Linked DNA regions of Hordeum vulgare: region 2 is linked to region 1. A link is a contact called in public Hi-C data. All regions are on one chromosome and are shown on one strand. The core of a region is the stretch at or near the end of the contact, and the rest is flanking DNA. Distances in the headings are between cores, read along the strand shown. Region 1 holds the start of LOC123409951. Region 2 has its middle 41 kb from the start of LOC123413310.

Evidence for each region. Hi-C and Micro-C count contacts between places; a contact is called where the count stands out from the background.
Region 2: a contact with region 1 is called in a Hi-C map of seedling, with 3 times the contacts expected there. The contact joins the enhancer-like site here to the promoter of LOC123409951 in region 1. A contact is called at or near these places in 2 of 6 Hi-C or Micro-C datasets (leaf and seedling).

The regions. Positions count from the first base shown.
Region 1 is chr7H:485,287,274-485,292,718 of MorexV3_pseudomolecules_assembly, reverse strand. LOC123409951 reads right to left here and starts at 3,205. Exons shown (of 6, transcript XM_045102821.1): 1 at 2,881-3,205; 2 at 1,052-1,254. The coding sequence starts at 3,168.
Region 2 is chr7H:485,371,336-485,376,860 of MorexV3_pseudomolecules_assembly, reverse strand. No RefSeq gene overlaps it. Among protein-coding and RNA genes, the nearest start is that of LOC123413310, 41 kb to the right of the region's middle. Within about 2 kb of position 2,245, at least 3 of the 3 cell types and tissues checked have open chromatin away from gene starts, as enhancers often do. A contact at or near this core is called in leaf and seedling, where this site is marked.

The sequences.
Region 1 (5,445 bases), core at 1,956-4,455:
TGTAGTGCTGGTGCTGCTCACCATTAGATCAATATTTTGCCATCGTTCTCCATAGATCCCTTGATAGACTCCCCCTAAAGTGATGTTTTACCAAGTACATAAACGTCACTGGCAGTTTCTATGTACCCATCTAATTCTAAGAATATTACCTTTCCCACTAATCATTTAATTTGTATTTTAGTACTCTCCTTTAACTAATTTGATTATTTCACAGCTTAATCTGCTTAGTCTCCTCAGTATGAAACATAACAATAGAAGAGTAGGAAAAAAAAGATATGGAACACGTATGCCCCAGAAAAAGGGTCAACACAGCATTTTTCTTCTCGATTTCATCTTTATGTTAAGCTGGACATTTTTCATGCCCTGTCTGAGCTTGAGAATAGTTGCTGGTGATTGAATGAACATTCATAGTGTAGACTAGAGAGATCAATGTTGAAGGTCCTAACACTCAGTAACCGGTACTCGCTCAGTCACCTCACCTGGAAGTGATTATATGGTAAGCAGGCTTGTACTCATTTTCTTCTAAAGTAATGTATCTATGTATGTATATTCCTATGGAATTAAAACCAACATCTTATTCTATTAGGGAACGTAGAGTAGATGGAGCAGCAGCAGCAGCCACCTCTGAAAAAACGAGATACATTAGCAGCAGCCCCTGGTGTCAGAAAGAGAATGAGCATGAGCTTCTGCCACTTGTGAGAGCAGCCAAAGCAATAGCAGGCTCCACCTCCGCAAAATGGAGATGCAATAGCACATCCCCTGGACCCTGGTGTCGGAGGGGGGGGGGGATTGTTACAGAGACTATCCCAAGTAATTTCCCATTATATTATACCAGTGCATTGAGTATCCACCCGGTTATATTGGTTACATATGTTAAGAACTTGGTGAAGGCACATGTTAAAAGCACTCAGCCAATAAATCTATTTTTTGTAATACCTTGCTGGCAATCTCATGAGTCATCTATGGTCCAAAGAGCTCGATGGTCATTCAAATAAGCATATAGATTGAACCAAATAACTATAATATTCCATGACTTACAAATAAGCTGTACCTGTGAAATGAATCGATGAACTCCATGCTATGGGCATCAATCATTACAACCGGAAATTCAAGAATTTCAACCTTTCCCTCCAAATCAAGAACTAAAAAATAATCCAGTTTCTGAGGCTTCACTTTATCTGCAGCTGAAGCATTCACTGGTAGATCCATCGACAAATTATGATTGAATTTTTCAACATGCAAAGCATCATCCATCTGTGGAAATACAAATCTAAATTACAATAGTGCTTTCACTAAATAGTCAAGTATTAATGCAGTATTTTTATTAAGGGCTACAAATCTGTTTAAGGAAATTCAAACGGAATGGACACGGCTTCGCTAACCCAAAAATTTACTAATTTACTAATGTGAAAACTCATCTGATTACCATGCCACGTAAAAGTTGGAGTACTCATCAAGACTAGTTCGGAATGCACTGAATAAAGTATTAATTGGGCTTTAAAGAATCCGTACCTGTTTAAACAGATACAGGACATACTGTCAATACTAAATAACAAATAGAGTAAATTTCCACATTGTACATCCTAAAACAAAACTATCAGTTAATATTGATGCCACAAGATTTATTGTACTTCTAAGAAGACAAAGAGTTCACGAGTGCAATGTTCTTTAACCTATTAGGGAGTCGTATCCAGATTTTCTAGCAGTCCAAATTTCAGCATTCCATTCTTGTCTCTCATCCGTTGTATATAGAAGAGGATAATTCAATATCCTGTTCAGCTCTTCTCATATAAGTATGTTTATATAAACTACTAGAACCCATGGCTTCTAGACATTTTCCCAGTAAATTCTACAACTTTTATCATATATTTTTTATTTATTTGCTTCTGCTTGATTTAGTAATCCTAACCTAATTCTGATATTACATAACAAAATTTACTAGTAGCAGATAATACAAGCCGATTCCATAAAAAGCTAATATCATTATAAGTTTATATACTATTCATAGTTGTCATATACAGTACAGAGACTTTTCAATGAAAAGAAACGCAGAGTCTTTGCGTTTTCTCGAAAAAAAAATATACAGTACAGAGACTTGAATCTAGAACATGTTTTACCATTAAAAACTCATAAAACGCCTCAACTGCTAAAAACATTAGTGACATGTGGAGGTTTTATTTAGCTGTAACTAGTAAATCAAAATGTTGTAAAACAATCTCATTGTGTAAACTTGGACAGCGGCAACGTGAATACTCCATAGTCCATAAGTAATTCCTCTTTTTCTTTATTTTGCCCATCACTGAACTTGATTATACCAGTAACTTAAATCACCAGAGATACTTCCATTCCTAGCCTACCATATCGGAAGCTGTTAGCATCCTACAAACCTACAGTCTTTAGAAAGACGAGTTCTTCCTTGTAGTTAGTCCGGACAATAGTTCTGCATAGTGCATACTATGTTTTAAATCTTCACCAAGTAATAAAAAAAAAATATGATGTCTGTTTTATAGCTACACTGTCTAAATCAAAGTTTGATCATCCTAACACATGCCACTCTTGAATTACAAAGGCGTGCATCTGGATCTAAATGTTTGCTTTATGAAACCACATACCACCTTGCCGGCCGTGTAACTGAAGGAAAACGCAAAATAATCATCAACGACGAGAAGATACTCCTTACAGTTCCAAGCTCATGATTTCACCAATGCCTCACCCCAAAATAAGCATCAAAGACTACTTCTCCTGGCATTAGTTGAGTTCCTATGTGCTAGCAAATGTAACCAATTTATAACTACCTACGTGAACACAGAGACGGCTCGGCACACAGAACTAACCGGTAATCAAGCCACAATGAGGGGAGCAGACTGGAAGAAAAATCACCATGGTGCATTTTCCCTGGGTGTAGTACAAGCACGTGGGCTTCCACGGCCGCCTGGAGGTGGGCCTCGGGGCTCCCGCCACCTCCCCCTCCTCCCTCGCAGTAGGAGGGAGAGGAGAAGCTTGGGAAATACTGGCATCGATGGGGAGGCTTCTTGGGTGAGAGAGGCGACGAGTCGACACAGAGGAGGTAGAGAAGGGGCGCAGGAAGGAATGGAGCAGGGAGGAGGTGGTGGTGGAGGAGGGGAGGAGGAGGAGGAGGGAAGAAGACGAAACCCTAGCGAGCGCCATTCCAAACGATGCTCCCGGCTGAGTTGCGGGAAGCTGCTGCGGATAGGGGATCGGATCGGATGGACTGGGTCCGACCGTCCGAGAGCCAGTTTGTTGGGCTCATGGGCTAGAGCCTGCTCTTCTGGTGCAGAAGCATGGAAAAGGCCTAAGGCCTGTTTGTTAGGTTGCATCTTTTTTTTTTTTGAACATCGGCAAGTATTATTAGGTAAGTAGCATGTCCTTTACAATAAATGGGATCAGGAAGTCTGGAGGTTTATCATGCCACACCCCATATTCCTGTCCCTCAAAACTAAAACGAGCAAGCTCATGGGCACACCCATTAGCTTCATGCACACAATGACTTACAGTCACCCTGCGAAAAGAACTTATCAACTTTCGACAATCGTCGGTAATCGCTGCTCCCGACGCCCGATACTCGAACGGATTCTGTATAGCCTGCACAATCTCCATAGAATCGCTCTCGATATTGATATCGAGAATACCCACCCCTCGGCAAGTCGTAAACCTAGTAGCAAAGTTAATGCCTCCATCGTAGGAGCATAAGAGCATGTTGCCTGAATTCCACCGCTGCAGCAATAAACCCTCATTTGAAGTCCCGTAGAATTGCACCACATGAACCACCCCTCTGTCCACATGGTATGGCGTGTCCACGTTCAATTTTATACATCCCGATGCCGGCCTAGACCAGCAAATATCCCTCTGAGGAACTGTCTTCTTCTCGGCACACCAATTGGCAACAATCCCTCTAATTTGTAAGGCAGATCGTGTCGGGGTTGCAACCTCCTCATCATGTGAAATCTGTCGCCGTTCCCACCATATATACCAACATGCAACAAGGATCAGCTCCACCGCATTATCTCCAGGAACTTGCACCCCCCCCCCTTGTAACTTTGAGCACAAAATCTCATCCAAAATCAGTGATCCTGACCTGTACTGCGACGCGACAGCTGTCACACAATCTCTGAGACCTAATTCTTCCCATACCTCTGAAGCTCTTTGGCAAATGAAAAGCATGTGTATGAGGGCTTCTGGGTCAATTTTACACACAAAGGCAAGTTACCGGCGTCTTTATAAGCCTGTTCGCAAAAGTACAATAACAAGGCACAATATCGTGCAGCGTCCTCCAAATAAAAGTAAGCACCTTGGGAGGGGCCTCGTCTCCCAAGGTATTTTCCAAACCGGATGAGAATCACTTCTTCCTCCTCCTGTTACAATCCCAACTCTGATTCTGTATTCTGCCTTCCACTCTGCATGATATGCTGATCTCACTGTGATGCAACCAGACTTACAAAATTGCCAAGCAATGAAATCCTGTTGATCTTGAGATGAAAGTGGAATTTGTAAAATTCTTGAAACATCAATAGGCCAGAAATTATCTTGTATAAGTTGTACATCCCATTCACCCGTGGTAGGGTCAATTAGATCATGTACCGTCTCTAGTAGACAATGACCCCTAGGAGATAGAGCACGCCGATCGTAGGCTCAAGGTATTCAAAGATCAGGCCATTTTTTTATAGAAGCCCCATTACCTGGTCTCCAAATGGCACCCCTCTTGAGGGTCTTTAGACCAGACATGATACTACGCCACGTAAAAGAAGATCTTTTTTAAGTACAGCAGCAAAAGAAATCCCCATCTGAATAATACTTAGCTCGTAGCACCTGAGCACATAATGACTCAGGTTCAGACAAAAGTCTCCAACACTGCTTAGCAAGCATAGCCTGGTTAAAACAATGTAGATCGCGAAAACCCATGCCTCCTTGTTTTTTTGTATACACATTTTCCATTAAGCTTTCCAATGCATTTTTCTTTGGTCCTCGGAGCCGCCCCACCAGTACCTCGCTATTGCATTACAAATACCTTTGCAAATTTTCTTAGGCAAAATGAAAATTGACATTGCATACACTGGTATAGACTGTGTCACTGATTTTAGCAGTGTTTCCTTTCCACTAGTTGATAGCATCCTAGCATTCCACCCGTCAATAAGAGCCCAAACTCTATCAACAAGATGTTGAAAACAATCGCTACAATCAACACCCACATGTGAGGGTAAAACGAGATATTTATCCGTCATTGCCTCAACCATAATATTAAGTTGGGAACACAATTGTTCTCTTACCTCCACTCTAGTATTGGGACTAAAAAAGATACTAGATTTGGCATCACTTACCAATTGGCCATAGCTGCCATAGTACATGTCAAGTGCACTCCGGAGGGACGTGGCATTCGACGTATCCGCTCTCATCAAGATCAGAGAATCATCAGCAAAAAGCAGGTGT
Region 2 (5,525 bases), core at 996-3,495, 85 kb before region 1:
TGGGTACAGTCAGTTGTTTTGACTAGACGCAGTGTTAGCTAAGTTGGACCCACATGTCTTAACATAAACGGGCTTGGCTGATGACCAATTTAACATCATTTAACACCTCATGTGGCCATGGGCTATTTACACGCTTAAATGTATCACACCACAACTATTATCTCTAATAACGTCACACTCCTTTGAATTTTTACAAAATACGTCGCACATGAGCCATTAGCCTCATGACACGCGCCCCGTTCTTGATGGAGACGACTCTCGACCAGGAGTTGACCGCCATCACGGAGCCGAAGTTGGCGAGGTCCACGCCACCCACCACACTGTGTGTCACGGGCACAAACATGCTGGCGTTTCTTTCCAGATGTACATGCCGCTTCACATCGAGGTCAACGGCCGTGGCTATCCACGCCTTGTTGGAGACGTCACGTCACACCGAACGTAGGCCATGTCCGGTTGAAGCTCCACGGCGATCGAGCGGCCCAGGTTGTTCTGCACGTTTGCGATGATGACCTTGATGTCATTCCTGATGACCTCCATGGCTGAGGCCTTGCCGATGCCGCTCGCGGTGCCGGTGATGACCCGCTAACATGTAATCATATCGACGGTATATCAGGACATAGTAGATAAAAATACACTCCTGACTTCGTGTCTGTTGTGCAGCAATGGAGAGCACCGGCAGCTGTGAGACTCGAAAGAATTTCTGCACCTACGGGATGGTGTAGACAAACCTCCGAGATTTTGGAGACGTGGAGAGGACATTGGCGAAACCTGACGCGATCAAACCGTGAATCTGCTCGTCTCCCTGAGGACGAGCTAGCTCTAGGTTGTCCGTACTGCGAGCTGTAAGTTTTACTCTGCTAAATCTATCGGCTAGAAACAATCAAAACTTAATAAAGTAAAAATATTATACTAAAGTTTAGTCAACCGTTTGTTCCTTTATTTTTTTATGGATACGCTAGAAATGCCCTTAAGCAGTCATGGCTAAGTGAAGGCATTGGATTAGTGAGTGTGCCAGATAGAGGCCAACATGCCACAGCCTATGCAAAAGGTCAATGGAACAGTAAAACCCAACTCACTAAGCGCGATCCTTTCTTGCCCAACCAGCCTCCCCGCTTAAGGCCCCTTAGGCCCAATCCTGTTGGCTCTTGGTTCCCCTAGATAGGGAAAGTACCCTTCCTCCGAAGCTGCCATGTAGCATTCAGAGAAAGCAAGTCGCTTGCGTCGTCCGTGTCGCCTACGCAACCTGGCCCTGGCCCTGCAAGCATAATGATTTTTTTTATTTTGATATGTTTACTTTTAAGTTAAAAAGTTTATAAATTCAAAAAATTATGAATTCAAAAGAGTATCATTTTAAAAAAAAAAGCTAATTCAACAAATTATTATTAAATCAGAAAATGTTCACAAATTCAAAAAATGTTCACAAATTCAAAAATAATTTCCAATTTCACAAAATACACATATATTTGAAAAGAAAATCTGAATTCAAAATTTAAAAATGTTCAAGAAATCAAATAAATTCATGAATTTAGAAAATGTTTGCAGATTTGAAAAATATTCACGAACTCAAAACATGTTAATAAATCTAAAAATGTACAAGAAATCAAATAAGTTCATGAATTTAGAAAATTTTTGCGGATTTGAAAAATATTCACGAATTCAAAACATGTTAATAAATTTAAAAAATTTCAAGAATTCAAATAAGTTCATGAATTTAGAAAATGTTTGCGGATTTGAAAAATATTCAAGAATTCAAAACATGTTAATAAGTTCAAAATTGGTTCATGGTTCTGAAACAAATATTTAGCGATGAAAATATATGTGAAGATCTCTTGCAATTATGCATAATCTTTAAAATTGTGAACATTTTCTAAAATAGTGTAAACATTTTTAAAATTTTAAAGATTATTTTGACATTTCTAGCAATTTTTTAAAAACACAAACTATCATTGAAATTTCCACCTCTTGAATAGAGTTTGAAAATTTCTGGATTTTTGATTTTCAGAAAAATACAAAAAATGAAAGAAAAAAAGAGGAAACAATAACGTTAACAAGGTCCTCAAAACCAGCCAGGAACCCTCCAAAAGTTCCTAAAACTGGCCAGTCTGGGTCGCTTGCTTTTCCTCAATTTATGCTCAGCGCGCTAGTCTATCTACCACAAATAAACGATCGCTAGTCTATCTACCGCCAATGAACAATCGCAAAACCGAAAAGCCAAAAGATCCCCAAGAAAAACCATCTAAAAATCGAAAACAAGTATAGAAAAAAAAAATCAAAGATAGTGTCTAGAACACGACACCTGGCATACGCTGAGTGACCCTTGAGGTTCTTGAAGAGTGCTCCTCCATTAGTTGCTACCAGTAAATATACATTCCACACTTTTCTTTGGTAGCTGGAGCATGCGGTATAGCTAGGATGAGGAATAAGTAAGGATGACGAATAGTCAATATATTACAAATATCACCTGCGTAATTTATTTAAAATATAATAATCAAGCATTTTAAAAATGTAAATGTTTATCGAGAATATGTTTCTCATGTATATAAAAATCTATACAAAAAAGTATAAAATGTGTATGTAAAAAGTTGCACATATATCACAAAAATGTTAATCAAGCATATAAAAATGTTGGTCAAACATTAGAAAAATGTTGAATGGTTATAGATTTTTCTATGTATACGACGAACATACACAAAAAAATACAATATGTATAAAATGTTGTTCATGTATGTAAGTAATGTTAAATGGGTATAATTGTTTTAGGTGTATATGAAAATATACAACATACATTAAATAAAAGTAGACATGAAAATATATATTTAAAGAAATTCAATCCTGTATTTTAAAATATTAAAACATGAATATAACAAATGTTCTTGATGTATATGAAAGATGTACATTGTGTGTGTAAAAATGCTTATTACTGATAAAGATCTATTCACTGTGTATTGAGAATTGTTGATCATGTATTAAAAAAATGTTAATCTTGTATTTATTTATTTTAAACATATATTAAAAACATATTAGATATAATTCCAAAATATGCATTGTATATGGAATGAATTAGAAATATAGAAATATATTTTCAAAAATGTTAATCATGTATTCCAAAATGTTAAACACGTATATAAAAACATTTTCTAATGTATATGAAAAATGTTGAATGCGTATTACAAAAAGTTGACGCGTGTTGAACTAAAAAGAACTAGGTGAAAAATGACAAAGAAACATAAATACTAGTAGAAACAAAAAAAAATTAGTAGAAACAAAAAAAACTTAGAAAACCATAATAATAAATTAAAAATCAAAGATAACCAATGCAAAATAATGAAAATAGCAAAGGATCTTTCTAGTGGAGAGACTGTATGACATCTACAACAAACTCACCACATGCGAGGACAAATTCAGGTAATACTATACTACTATGAAAAGACAAATGGTGTGGACAAATCCTGATGGACAGATTCCCTGAACTGCACTCTTTTGGTGATAATGACAACATCTTAAAGGAAAAAATTGCACACAACTATTACTCCTTGTTCCAGCTGTCACTATCCAATATTGCACACAAACGGTCCATACAACTCAGCAACTCACTGGAGGGAATCAACCATAATCAGGAGAAAGACTCATGGAAATTTATATGGGGAGACCATGGATACACAACCGAGAAAGTATACAAGGCACTCATGAGCACAACAGACATCACCCCCACCCACCAATGATCTGGTTATGGAAATCATGTTGCATACCAAGACACAAGTTCTTCTGGTGGCTCATGCTTCATGATTGGATCAACACATGTGATCTATTAACAAGAATGTTGTTTGCAATTAGACAACACCCAATGCTCATTATGTGAGGATCACCCTATGGAGGAGAGAACACGCCTATTTTTTTGGCCGCCTTTCAGTCAAGCTTTTAGTGGAGCATTGGAATCGGATGGAATACATATGAAAATTTACACAATATGGTCATTGATGCCAAGCACAGATACAATATTGCCCACTTCATGGAAGTGTTGATTACTGGATGTTGGAGTATATGGTGCCAAAGAAATGATGAAGTATTTGAACGTATTCAGTGTTCAATCAACTGGTGCAAGACAGAATTTATCAATCACTTCTAAGCAACTATGATGAGGACTATGATGACAGCTAGACCCTCCATGAAAGAAGGCATGAGATCTTGGATAGATACATTATAAATTCTCCTCTTGATGTATGCTAACTGCCAGCGACTTAGTGCAATCCCCTATTGCACATGTAACATTGACTCTCTAATTACCATATTTCAATAAAAACAAGACTTACATACCCACAGTTCGCTGGTAAAAACAATCAAAATAGTGAAAACCAATAAATTATCAAAGAAAAATGATGAAAACCAAGAAACAAACAAAGAAAAATAAAGAAAATACGAAAGAATGGAAAACTAATGAAATTAAAGAATGAACATATAGGAAACAGAAGAAAAACAAAGAAACAAAGAAAACAAATGTGTAAAAGCGAAGAATAAAACAAATAAAACCGGTGAAAAAAAACAAAAAAAACTTGTGAAAAAAATGGAAAAAAAATTAAAATGAAAATAAACTAAAGATAAACATAGAGAAAACAACAAGCGGGCGTGTGGGCTATGCAAACGCTTTGAAATGGGCTGACCCAGTACTGTACACAACAGAAAATAGCTTCATGCGAGAGAGAAGCAAATCTCGTGTAAAGTGAAAGTATAGCTCTTGCGTAGCCCTCCTAGTGGACTACACAACACGCGAAGACCAGGCCTTCTCCACGACGCTCTCCAGCTCAGGGTTGGCCCAGAGCTAGGGGGCTCTTCGGTGGAATAAACTAACGTGAACAAGATCTTGCAGGATTGGAAATAAACTAATGTGAACGAAATCGGGGTATACCTTTGGCTCCTGCGCGTATAAGTGCATGAAAATGTCAAAAAAATGAAACTTTTTGGGAATAAAATGACATTATATTGCACAAGTATGAAAAGTTTCACGAAGGTAAAAATTCTGTCGACTTCAAGGCATAATTTTGAAGGAAAAATAGTATCAATATGGTAACTTTTATCTAGTGTTGATGTTGTTGTTCTGCACTCAGAAAACCATGAAAGTCGTTCATTAGCGACTTTTTTATACAAGTACAAAGGAAGGTCAAGTCTGTTTCAAGAAAAAAATCAGATTTTCTAGGCTTTCTTTCCAATTACTAGTTTAGTTTTTCGTATTAGGTAGATATACACCCAAGAGTCAAAGGTGTTTGTCCGAATAAGATCAAATTGTATTAGTGAAACAACCATGAGAGAGAAGGTATGCCTACCAATTTTTAAATAAGTGGTTTCTCATCAAGACTATAATGCTATCATTAAAATATTACCTAGAAAGGCAGATTATTCATATCACTAATCATAAGCATATGTTCGGGGTTTAATGTTGGAAATATGCCCTAGAGGCAATAATAAAATAGTTATTATTATATTTCCTGTTTCAAGATAATCGTTTATTATCCATGCTATAATTGTATTGA